2 separate regions of the Bombyx mori genome follow, and region 1 is linked to region 2. Evidence: chromatin contacts called from public Hi-C data. All regions are on one chromosome and are shown on one strand. Each heading gives the region's core, a stretch centred on a gene start, on an enhancer-like site or on the middle of the called end of the contact. The rest is flanking DNA. Distances are from core to core; before and after follow the strand shown.

Region 1 (6,681 bases), core at 2,037-4,536, 35 kb after region 2:
GCGAATTTCCTAATTCATATTTTATTATTGTATAAATATTTCAGATGATCGATTTATATCAACGAATCGTATTTATTGTTCTCATTTGGACGATTGCGTCGACCGCTAAAACAACATGCCCTATTGGATTCCAATTCGCAGAATACAAGTCAGGCAACCGCGGACTGTGTTACCGCATCAAGGGCCCAGAAAGATTCTCTGATATATACAAAAACTGCACCGGGAATCTATACACAGTCGAACGCTATAACAATTTAAAAATACCAGAGCACGAATATGCTTTGTGGACGCAGTACAAAAACGCATATCCTGGGGGGCGATTCGTGGACTGGTCTTATACAGAGACAACTGGAAGACTGCTACGTGAGAAAGTTCAACAAAATGAATCACTACTGAACCAGGATCTGTGCGTGGTGATAGACTCAATCACCAGTTTCACGGCAGTCAGTTGTGAAGCAATGCATCACAGGTATTGCTTGGTTTATCCCTATGAAGACGAAAAGGCTTTAAAGAGTCAACCTTGTGCGGGTTTCGATAATGGCTATAGATTCTATAGTCCGATGCCTACGTGTTTGGCGGAGGTACCGGCTGTAGGTGAAGCAGCTGTCAGAGCAACATGGAAACAAGCTAAAAACATATGCGAGAAACGGGGAGGATACCTTTTGAACTTTGGATGGATGTATTCCAACTTCAGGAGCTTTTCGCACTCGGCCTATCCTTTGGGTTTCGCTTTTAATTCTGAACTTACGGAGCTCAAGTTACACCTCAATAACGGGACTATTTTGGTAAGTTATTTTCGGATATAAAAATGGATATACGTATTATATTATAATAATGTACTTAAATCCAATTTTAATTGAGACGATTGCAGGGTCCAATGAAAATTAGCTTTTCTTCGAATAAAGCAAAGCATTTTACAATGGTTGCCGGATTTTTCCTGGCTAATTAATACAACACTCCCGATGATGTAAAAAAACAGAAAAACCAGCCATAATAATACGTGAATGGTTTCATGAAACCTTTTAGAGATTTAAAACAATAGTTTTCAATTGGTCATTGAGGCCAAAATTAAATGGCAAATTTCAAAAACAGCGTCATTGTATAAATTTAGACTTTTTGGCTAAAATTAATACTCCGCAGATTTGCTGTCTTTCAATTCAGGTATTCAAATAACATTTTCAGATACCAAGATCGGAATGGAAATTTTCAGAATTGCCTCAAACCAATAAAACTCGTTTAAGTGCTGTGGGGAATAATATGTGGTTCTCCGTGAACAGTTCATTTGTGTTCTATGCCGTGATATGTGAGGTATCCGTACCAGTGAAGGATGTTGTATTGAATCTTACAATCGATTCGTAAGTATTTTTTTTCATATCATCTGATGAGGTTCCCCCCTAAAAGTTGTCTGCCCCGTTATTAGTGAGATATTAGCCTTTTTGAAATATCCGCATTAGTTATCCACTCAAAAGTATCAATGTCCCATCTTCAATTTTTAATTGAAGTAGGGCAACAACCTTGTACTGATGTGCCAATTGAAACCTTATAGCACTACCAAACAGGGTCGAGTGTGGACGACAAGTGGTCAGTAGTAAAAGGTCAGAGGTTGTCAAAAGAAGCAATGTTGCGACCTTTTAATTTATCTGTAGGAGCCTTATACTGCGTCTGTAGTAGCTTTTCCAAATGTTCTATTTTTCATATCCACCCTGCTCCTGTTTCTTCTTTGCACGTAATTTTTCAGCAGACGGACTAAGCTACAATCCTGCCTGTATTTGCAACAAAGCAGCATTTCGGGGCAGGTGCATGGTGTATAGTATATAACTTTCGACCACATGCTTTAAGGCATGTTTTCGTATCCGATGTCTGTGATATCAGGTCACTGATAAGATCTGATTTTGTAAAATAGTATTATAAAAAAATATATGAAAAATCTAGCCAATTGTCACATTATATCGACACTGAGAACCAAGACTGAACCTTTAACTGCATTGGAATCATAATGCTATTATTTTTGGGAACTTGTAACTAGTCGTAAATTAGAATTGGTTATCTTACATTCAAGCTATCTGTAACAACAGTTACTGTGAAGTGAAATAAATGTGTACCAACATACGTCAATTATCATTCATTCATTTTTCAGCGATGACAGACTCATTTTAAACGTAAGCGAGCCAGTACCGAGAAGGTATTTGAAGTGCTTCACCGACTCAGTGAAGTACTACCCCACTCCAGTGGACTTGGACCACGACGAAGAAAACACTTACGTGGTTCAGGAAAAGAAGAACGGTTACTATTGGTGTATTCACACGGATTCCAAGAGCTACACGATCTCGCAATCCAATAAGGTTTTGCACATACCAAAGAAGAACTCCTTGGACCACGTGTACGCCGTCAAACTTCATCTACAGTCTTATACAGATCCTGAAAAAATTTACAAGGCACTAGAAAAGCTGGAAGAGTACATATACTTATCGACCAAGTATTTTAATGTTCATGGGAACGATGCGGCAACGGAGGATCAACTGAGGAGTTTTGAATTGACAACACCTTCGGTCGGTGTAAGAGAAGTGCTGTCCAACGCTAGGCTAAAGAAGTGGTTCGTTGGTGGTAGAGCGTTGTTGGTTCACTTCGAACTCGATTCCAGCATGAGACCCGTCCGCCCTGGGACCTGGAAAGGGCTTGAATTAGTTTTTATGAAGCCCGTGTACTACTGCCCTGACGAGAGCTTGGAAAGCGGCGAAGCGAAGCACTTAGGTAAGTGTTACGGTCTATTTAAAAAATTATCATACTTGCATATGACGACTGGTGAGATTTAAACTTGTGGTAGGACCTTTTGTGAGTCCACACGAGTAGGTACTACCGCTGTATTTCTGCCGTGAAGCTATAATGCGTTCCGGCTTAAAGGGTGGGGCAGCCGTTGTATTAATAAGACCTTAGAACTCATATCTCAAGGAGGTTAATGGCATTTAAGTTGTAGATGTTTATGGGGTCACCTGACCACTTAACACCAGGTTTGCTGTGAGCTCGTTCACCTTGAGATATGAGTTCTAAGGTCTCAGTATAGCTACAACGGGTTGCCCAACCTTTAAATCTAAACGCATTACCGCTTCACGGCAGAAATAGGCAGGGTGGTGGTGCCTACGCGCGAGGACTCACTGGAGGTCCTACCACTAGTAAAATACTCGTATATCTCTCGTATATATGATTCTATGTTATTAGCAGTTCTGTAATACTCGAGTTCATATCTCGAGTGTGAATCATTCAAGTTGCAATTAACACAGCTGACCTCTGAGCTTGTTATTGGACGTGTAGACGAAAAGAGTTTGTCATAAGTTGTTGTTTCCATCAAGAGCAGGTGAATTACGGCATATTTACTGATAAGCGGCTACTGTTGCTTATGGACATCAAGCCCCAACGTTACCGAAGGCTTATTTATTTATTTATTGATTAGATGGGTGAACGAGCTCTCGCCCTCTTGGTGTTAAGTGGTTAACAGAGTCCATAGACATGTACAACGTAAATGCCGCCTTCTCCTTGAGATATTAATTCTAAGGTCTCCGTTTTTAGAGTACAACAGTGGTATTTACCCGTGCGGTCTCACAAGACGTTCTACCACCAGTAACCAAATTATAATTTTATGTCTTATCTATAGAAATATTTATGGTTCTTGGTAATTGGTATTCTTGGTAGTTGAAATTAACTCTGCTCTTATGACGGATGATGCGAGGGTAAAATTGAGATGACGGCTTCTCTCTAGTAATGATTCAGGGCACTGCACACTAAAAAACGGATAGGATTATCTTTGAAAGTGGAGCTGAGGGTTGTGTTGTTCTGCTGTGAATATGGTACCGTGAGTCTGGTTTGGTGATGGGTTTATGAACTGGATATTGGAACCGTACGGGCCAGCGCGCACATCATATTGCATACCGATGCATTTTACATCAAAGCCATTCATTTCCCACTCAGTTCGTGTACCGCCATCAGCAAGGCGTCGCAAACTCACATAATGTCATTTTTATCATATAAAAAATCACCAATCAGTGTAAGCATATCAATAAACAATTACTCAATATTGGAATTGTTATCATTATCACAACAGAGGGTTGCGTGAACAAACCGTACATCCCTTTTTTGGTTCTTCGAGCCGGATGTCCGCGTTGGCCCATACAAGAACCTTAGAATATTCTTGAAGAACGAAGAGGAATTCTATACAGTAGGTTACGGCTTGGCTGTAACCTTGACATAACTCATATCCACGAACGACAAAGACCTCTCATCATCAACTGGGCTATATGCTTTCGAAGACAAAGCTATATAATAATGACATTTGTAAATGGTTTGTTGATCAAAATCGACTAAAAATAGTTCGAGTTTACGACCTATATAGATGTTGGCTAGGTGCAAAAGTTGATAATGTGCTAACAGATTCGTGACTGTAGTTACATTATAATTGTCATTATTAATGTCAATGACAAATGTAATTTTAATTTGCAACAACAACAATAACTCGGTTAATTGTTCCAAGACGTCGTTCTGTATAAGGATAATGCTTTTTTTTACTGTTTCTATTGGCAGATGAGTTCTCGCTGCTTGAGGCATGAGGTCGGAGTCTCAATTGTGTAGGACAGCGGTGGATTTAGTTTTCAAACACGTCATTTCTTTGTAGTCCAAATAGACATTATGACCAATCCGTATAGTCTTACGCACTACTATGAGAAATTTAGAAATAAATAAATTATTAACGAGAAATCGCACACGGTCACGTGATCTTAAACTAGGATTCTCTGTATTTTGGGATCTTCTATAAATTATATATGTATGTATGTATGTTTTAATATATAACAAATATAAAATTTAGATATTCAATTGCCCGACAAAGAACGGTGGTCACATGAATGTGGAAATTGGAATCGAACCCACGACTATCGGTCGAGCAGAACGTTTCGTTTTGTCGTCGTGCCCTAAGGGATAAGACGTCCAGTGCATTCGAATTGAGCGATGCACCGTTGTTCGAATCTCGCTGGCGGGTACCAATTTTTCTAATGAAATACGTACTCAACAAATGCTCACGATTGACTTCCACGGTGAAGGAATAATAACATCGTGTAATAAAAATCAAACCCGCAAAATTATAATTTGCGTAATTACTGGTGGTAGGACCTCTTGTGAATCCGCGCGGGTAGGTACCACCATCCTGCCTATTTCTGCCGTGAAGCAGTTAATGCGTTTAGGTTTGAAGGGTGGGGCAGCCGTTGTAACGAACTATACCGAGACTTTAGAACTCATATCTCAAGGGGGGTGGCGGCATAGATGGCTATGGGCTCCACTTAACACCAAGTGGGCCGTGAGCTAGTCCATTCATCAATGCAATATTTTTTTTATTTTTATTGCATATTAGCTGTGCCCGTCCGCTTCGCTGGGAATTTAAAGTTAACGTTATTATTTCTCACCCTCACTAAGATTCTCATAATTAACGCCCCCGCAACTGATGTAGGAAGTCCAACACTCATATAAACATTAGCCTATCCATTAAGCACATGTATTTTCTACATGAATACCAAGTTTCAAGTCAATCGGATGCATGGTTCAGTAGTTATAACGGAACATCCGTAAAAACCACTTATTTATATATTAGTATAGATTATTGCATCTATCACCACTATTGGTTCTAGGTGAATCGATATCGAACACAAGATGTCAGACGAGGAAATGCGTGGGAGATTACAACGAGGGCGTGCAGTGGCTTCTGACCACGACCAGCGACTGCGAGATGAGGCTCCCGGTGACCCTGTCCAACGCGCTCAAGGTCAAAGAGGTCACGCAGCTGATGCCGACCGTTGCGAACTTACTACCCGACCACACGGTACTACCTTGTTCTTGTATACCTGTTCCTCAGTATTATTCCTCAGTATTATTCCTCAGTATTTAATGCAGCAATGCGTTTCGGTCTGAAGGGTTTACAGGTGGTAGGACCTCTTGTGAGTCCGCGCGGGTAGGTACCACCGCCCTGCTTATTTCTGCCGTGAAGCAGTAACGCGTTTCGGTTTGAAGGGTGGGGCAGCCGTCGTAACTATACTTGAGACCTTAGAACTTATATCTCAAGGTGGGTGGCGCATTTACGTTGTAGATGTATATGGGCTCCAGTAATCACTAAGACACGATCATCTCCTCTCCGCTTGGCGTGCGACATTTTTAATTGTTATCAATTCATTATTTAATAAAACACTTAACTAATTTTAGTTTGGGGTTCTGGATACGGAATCCACGACTCCCGCCGAGGGATACACACAGACGACAACCGAAACACAAACCGCTGTAAGTACTTTTTGAAAAACAGCAATGTAATGTAAATTATCGAAAATGATTTTGCGTTTACATTGCGCTTCCGCTCTGCAATATAGCTCCGTTTTTTTAATACGCTTTTATTAAGCTTCAGACGTAGTTATGTATGTAACGGAATCATTGAACATGATTTTGACCCCCTTCAAAACTTCGGATTCACTCGAAATTTAGCATACTTATTAAGTACAGAGGACAATTCAATATTTAAAAAATATATTGAAAAAGTTGAAATTTAACTAAAAAATAAATAATAGTTTTAAAAAACAAAAAAAATTAAAAAAAAATATATCCAGAAAAGCACCAAAGGATATTATTAAAATAACCCTTCTACTCATATCTGTT
Region 2 (6,852 bases), core at 2,351-4,850:
ACCGGGCTCAGTGGTGTAGATTGGGAGAGGCCTATGTCCAGCAGTGGACGACTGTGGGCTGTTGATGATGATGATGATGATATTTAATCTTACTTTAAAAGACAAATAATGTAACTGGTAAAAAATAAAAAATAAATATTGCAAAGATGATTAATATTAAAAATATCACATGTTAAGCCTTTAAAACCACTCTCCTGTAAAATTTGTAGGTTTTGAGATTATACAGTTTTAATGCGAGAAGACGATATATCGTCCTCTACTTTGACCTATGAGGTCAATAAAGCAGCAGTGTATTGCTCTGGGTGGCGTTCACAGTCCATCTGGTGCTCTGATTACCAGACCCCATAAAAGTGGATTACGTATAGGGATATCTGACTCTGAAAACTAGAATATATTGCGGCTTGCTAATACAACACTAATGAAAATACAGTCAAACCTGGATAAGCGAGAGTTAAAGGGAGCACAATTTCATTCTCGCTTATAGAGGTTTCTCACTAACCCGAGTTTCTCGCTAATGCTCCCTCTGAATTTCATTTCGCGATTTTCCGGATTCAAACGCATTCACTATTTTAAGTTTATCACTTCATGACCGTACTTTAATTTTCCGTTTTTTACTTACTCTCACTTATAGAGTTTTCTCAATTATCCAGTTCTCACTTACCCAGATTTGCCTGTACTCTTAATTTTTTTTTTATTGCTTAGATGGGTGGACGAGCTCACAGCCCACCTGGTGTTAAGTGGTTACAGGAGCCCATAGACATCCACAACGTAAATGCGCCACCCACCTTGAGATTCAAGTTCTAAGGTCTCAGGTATAGTTACAACGGCTACCCCACCTTTCAAACCGAAACGCATTACTGCTTCACGGTAGAAATAGGAAATTTTAGTTACAGAGGAAAATTGTTACAAAAAATTATGATAAATTATGTGTTATCCAACGAATTAGAATTTTATTTTTAACTAGCTTTCCGCTCTTAGGTTCGGTCGGGTGGACTTTGAAGACCTGTGCCTAGCTGTGAGATTAAAGGTAGCCTAGGGGTCTTTTCCAGGGTTCAAACTGCCTTCTTCATCAAAACCGGTTCAGTTGTGGAACATGAAAATGTTGTTACATATGTTGACATACATATTTCATTTCGTTTCATAGTTCATTTCGTGTTTATAATATTTATTTATTTACTAGCTGACCCGGCAGACTTCGTATTGCCTCAATCGATAAATAAAAGACCTAAGCTTTTGTATAAAATAAACTTAAAACAAACAAAAGGAATCCGTCCGACGGGGGACACATCAAAGGAGAAACAAATTTGTTATTTTTATTTCATTCCAAGCTTTTGATATTTATCTATCTTTTAAACCTTCTCTGAACTTCCACAAATAATTCAAGACCAAAATTAGCCAAATCAGTCCAGCCGTTCTCGAGTTTTAGCGAGACTAACGAACAGCAATTCATTTTTATATATATAGATTTAAAAAAAGTACTGTTACGTCACAAACATTTAACATTGAAAATACTTAAACTATTTAATTTATGGCCTGATGCATGTGACAATAATAGCGTACATAGCATTGGCAATTCATCGGCACGAAGATGGAATACAATAATAAAAAAAGAAAAGAATACCTAATGAAAACATACTTTGAAATTCAAATTTAACAAGGTATACTGTAATCATTGTTGAAATATTAATATGCATGTCTAATAAATGTCATGTCATATCGAAAAGAAAAGAAGAAATGTCAATATAATGTCGGTAGGCAGCGGCTTGGCTCTGCCCCTGGCATTGCTGAAGTCCATGGGCGACGGTAACCACTCACCATCAGGTGGGCCGTATGCTCGTCTGCCTACAAGGGCAATAAAAAAAAAATAGTATCAAGTAACAACAAGTCAGTTATAAAACAATTTACAGCACGGTTTCAGACGTGGTCGCTCAATAGTCACTAACTTGGTCACTTACATTTCCAATTTCCAATGTATCAAATGAAGTTGACTCAGGCAGGCAGGTTGACGCCATCTACACCGACTTTAGCAGTGCTTTTGATCGAGTTAACCACTAATTCTTTTGAGGAAATTATATGGATTCGGTGTAGATGGCCCACTTTTGAAATGGTTCGAGTCTTACTTGCAAGCAACAGAGACCTCAGTCGGTGTCTGTAAATGGATTTAACTCGATAACTTATTTTACAAATACCGGTGTGCCTCAGAGATCGCATTTGGGACCCCTTGTTTTCATCTTATACCTTTAAACGAGCAATTCTTGTATATTAACATATAATTATATAATCTGAATCTCGGAAACGGCTCCAACGATTTTCATAAAATTTAGTATACAGGGGATTTCGGGGGCGATAAATCGATCCAGGTACGATTTATTTTCAGAAAATGTTGTTTTATTCGTGTTTTCAATAGTCAACTCTTCCCGACATCTATTGGCGAATAATAATATTAATTTTCTTAATTGAGGGCAACTAACCGCTTTAAAGAAACAACAAGAGGGCGTTATAAAAAAAAAATCATCGTCTAGTAATCTTTATTAACGACATAGTCGATAAAGTAAGTCACTGTAAGGTGTCAGCCGATGATCTCCAGATATACAAAACCATAGTTTCTGTTGTCGACTCTCGCCAATTGCAAAGTGACCTAGATGCGATCCTACAATTTTATTTTTTCCTACCTATGCTGATAGCCTTGAGAGGCTATTTCAGCTTACCCTAGCGTGTGTAGGTGAGCTCACGGGGCTCAAACCGGAGAGTTGCTGACATTGACCCTAGCAAGAGCAGTGCTTCGCAGAATCTACCACCGGGTCGGAAACGCTACCCACTGAGAAGATCCGGCGAGAAACTCAGTGGGCTGTGTCTGTGGGTTAATTCGCTCGTCGAGCCCTTCGTCGCAAGCGACGGGTTCGACGAGGACGGTGACTGGTGCTTGAAGTACCTAGAAGCACCGTTAGTGGATCCGAGATGACGTGTTAAGGGCGACGTCGACTGCTTTCCATTCTGTCCGCAGGATCGGGAATGCTACAGCGTAAATGCGCCACCCACCTTCAGGTATAAGTTCTAAGGTCTCAAGTATAGTTACAACCGCTGCCCCCACTCTTCAAACCAAAACGCATAGCTGCTTCATGGCAGAAATAGGCAGGGTGGTGGTACCTACCCGTGCGGACTCACAAGAGGTCCTACCACCAGTAATTACGAAAATTATAATTTTGCGGGCTTCATTTTTATTACACCATGTTATTCCTTCACCGTGGAAGTTAATCGTGAACTTTTGCCGAGTACGTATTTCATTAGAAAAAATAGTACCCGCCTGAGATTCGAACACCGGTACATCGCTCAACACGAATGCACCGGACGTCTTATCCTTTAGGCCACGACGACTTCAAATTTTCTTCAATTCAATTTTAACCCGCGTAGTTGAAGCTAATTTTGTTCAAAACAAAATGTTTCACTGTTAAAGAACAAATAATTAAATCGCTATATATATATAAGATCTTCTTTGTTTGTAAAATCGTATATAACGGTAAAAAAAAAACTGTGTAGATTATTTTAAATCTGCAATATTCGCTACTTGCAAAAAAATTTATGTTATCTCTCGCCATGTTTAGTCAGCTTAGTCTGTGGAACGCGATTGCTGTGGGCGCACGCTATCCGAACATCATACTTTGAACGCGCGAAATATATTTTGGTGAAAACGTGTCTGTTCAGTAATTGAGCATTATTCACATAATAATTTAGTCGTATTATGTTGGTTACATGTGTTTCGTGTTAAAAAAAAAGTTGTTTCATTGTGGATTTTAATTAATCGGACGTAAGTTATTTAATTTGTATTCACGTTACGATATTTTCTTTCATTCCATTTTTCTTTCGATCGAAGAAAAAAATCTTTCTAAATTCTCATGTAGTTAGATGTACTTTAAAGATTGCATGGATTCGCAACGAAATAAAGAATAAATTTAATTTAGTTGGCTTTGTTTACATATAATTGTTTGAATAAAATGATTTAGCACTTTTTTTTTTTGGATGGTTTGAAGTAATTAAATCTTCCATCTTGCGTGTCGAAGCGTGGTCGTGATTCTAGTAGTATAATAGTAATTTTAGTTATTACTTTTTTATTTGTGACATTTTAGTTTATTCCTTCGGGCTTCTTGTATTTATTTTAGTCGAGCTGTTGAGTAGCTGATTTAGCATTGCCACTATGAATGTTAGCACGAGTAACTTAAGCAATATACTTTTTAATTTTAACAATTATTAATTGATTAAGTAATTGATGGATTACATTGGCGGACGAGAATGTCTCACCGTCGCGATAAAAAGTTAGTCTTTAGTCGCCAATAAGTTCTTCAACGCTTACCATTGAATTAATTCGCTTCGGTTATCTATATTATTGTGGGAATACGGCGTTTTAATTTGATATATTTAATTTTCGACAAGGAAAAATTATCAGTAAAGTCATAGAAGATTATTACTAAAATACTATTTATAAGATCGAATGTGATTATTAACAATTAGAGTCGCCTTAAATGAGTATACTATTTAAAGAAAAATACACAGTGCGCTAGTAAGTACCTATCGGAATGGAGTTTTATAACTGGAACGTCTTAAAACTATATCCATTTGATGTAATCCTTAACAGAGACTTCACACCGTACATATCGTCATCCACCCAGAGCCATTATCATCAGCCCATAGTCATCCACCGCTGGATACATACTTCTACCGATTTTTTATCACTGGGCTCGGTCTTTGACTCTCCTCATTCATTTCTGGCTGGTCACTCTTCGCACCAACTAGCCGGAGGCGCCCCAACTTATATTTTCCGGTGCGCGGTCTCCACTAAAGGACCAGTCTGCTCTAGCGATCATGTGACACGTTGAAGTCTTAATTGTACTGTATATAAATATTATAAATGAGGAAGTTTGTATGTTTGATTGTTTGTTACACAATCACGCGTTAATTTATTAACGGATTTAGATGAAATTTCGCACAAAGATAGTTTTTAATAGAGATTAACTTATAGGATAATTTTAAGGTAATCGTAAATGACGTGTCCCGGGCATCGCCGGGCTTATTTGTTAGAATAAAAACAACAGTACGTTAAATGGTTCGTAATTTTACGTACCAACGGCTTTAAGAATCGACTGGTTGTGTATAGATTTGAGACTGATACTGGTGGTAGGACCTCTTGTGAGTCCGCGCGGGTAGGTACCACCGCACTGCCTATTTCTGCCGTGAAGCAGTAATGCGTTTCGGTTTGAAGGGTGGGGCAGCCGTTGTAACTATACTGAGATTTTAGAACTTATATCTCAAGGTGGGTGGCGCATTTACGTTGTAGATGTCCATGGGCTCCAGTAACCACTTACCACCAGGTGGGCTGTGAGTTCGTCCACCCATCTACGCGATAAAAAAAAGCAACTTAAATTCGAAAAATTACAATGTGTCTAATTACATTATTGTTCGTTAATTTAGAACGAGTAAACCCATAAGGCGCGCCTAGTTTTGTTATTGTATGACACTATCTTTATAAATTGCACATAAGTGATAATGCTACTAGCAGATTTTGCATCAAAGATATAAATTATGCATAACATTCTTTGTGTCTGTGATGGTCTAGCACGAACATAAATTAATATCTTAAGCATAATAATATACGGAGCGAGATATCTACAGGCTTTCATCTTGTAATAAATATGGGAAATACATGCGAGTGGTTTTCGAGGAAGAAGAATGAAGGTTATGAACATGAAACAAAAGATCTTTAAAGGCGTAGTTTCGCCCGTATATTTTTTACCATCACTAGGTACATAGTATAAAACAAAGTCACTTTCTCTGTCCCTATATATGCTTAAATCTTTAAAAATACGCAACGGATTTTGATGCGGTTTTTTTTAGTAGATACGAGTAATTGAAGAGGAAGGTTTATGTGTATAATAACATTCATTAAATAGTGGAAAAATCAATAATAAATTACAGTTTCCGAATCGAACCGAGGGCGGGTCGCTAGTCCTTAGTAAAACAGATAAACACATATGACGTAAATGACACTGTATGCATTGCGACTTGTTGAATTGCTTCAGGTTCGCTGATATGCCATAGGAATTCATATTCGTCCGTATATATCGCGCTCTGACTAAGTAAACAGCCACACACAAAGACAACACGGAACCGATAACTTAACCATAATGCATTTTTAAAAAGGTCCTTTGGAAGACTTTTGGTCAATTTTTTGGGTAATTTTTTTTTTATTGCTTAGATATGTGGACGATCTCACAGCCCGCCCGGTGTTAAATGGTTACTAGAGTCCATAGACATCTACAACGTAAATGCGCCACCCACTTTGAGATATAAGTTCATAGGTCTCAAGTATAGTTACAACGGCTGCCCCACCCGTCTAACCGAAACGCATTACTGCTTCACGGCAGAAATAGGCAGGGTGGTGGTACCTACCCGTGCGGACTCTCAAGAGGTCCTACCACCAGTAAATAGTGAAAAACAAGCGAATATTAGCAACCACGGGATTTCTTGCGCGTTTAAGTATACGCTTATAACTCATTAATTTAGCATTATCTACTACACTTAGATTCTGAAAGGAAAAAAGCAGATTTAATACCGCCGACGTCTGCAAACTACAATACAGTAATTTAATGAGACGTCGGATAATGTGAGGTCGGAGATGCTTATTGTAATTTGGGTATCTACGGACTAGTGTGCTTAGTGCCAGTTTTATAACGTTCTCGATAGCGTAAAAGTTAACTCGTATTAGTATGGAGTTGGAACGTTTGCCTGCGTTTGCCGCTAGGGGCGCTGTTGCAACTACATACAAATTTAAATTAACTTTTACGATATCTAGTATGTTAA

Evidence for each region. A called contact is a pair of places that touch in the nucleus more often than the background predicts.
Region 1: a Hi-C map of midgut shows a contact between it and region 2, with 2.1 times the contacts expected there. The contact joins the enhancer-like site here to the promoter of LOC101737422 in region 2. A contact is called at or near these places in 2 of 7 Hi-C or Micro-C datasets (midgut and whole pupa).

What each region holds. Positions count from the first base shown.
Region 1 is chr10:16,321,490-16,328,170 of ASM3026992v2, forward strand. LOC101737422 (adhesion G-protein coupled receptor G2) reads left to right here. Exons shown (of 13, transcript XR_009974120.1): 3 at 45-785; 4 at 1,183-1,355; 5 at 2,138-2,751; 6 at 5,670-5,860; 7 at 6,238-6,312. Among protein-coding and RNA genes, the nearest start is that of LOC119631019, 16 kb to the right of the region's middle. Within about 2 kb of position 3,287, at least 1 of the 8 cell types and tissues checked has open chromatin away from gene starts, as enhancers often do.
Region 2 is chr10:16,286,584-16,293,435 of ASM3026992v2, forward strand. It overlaps LOC101737422 (adhesion G-protein coupled receptor G2), which reads left to right and starts at 3,601. Exons shown (of 13, transcript XR_009974120.1): 1 at 3,601-3,805.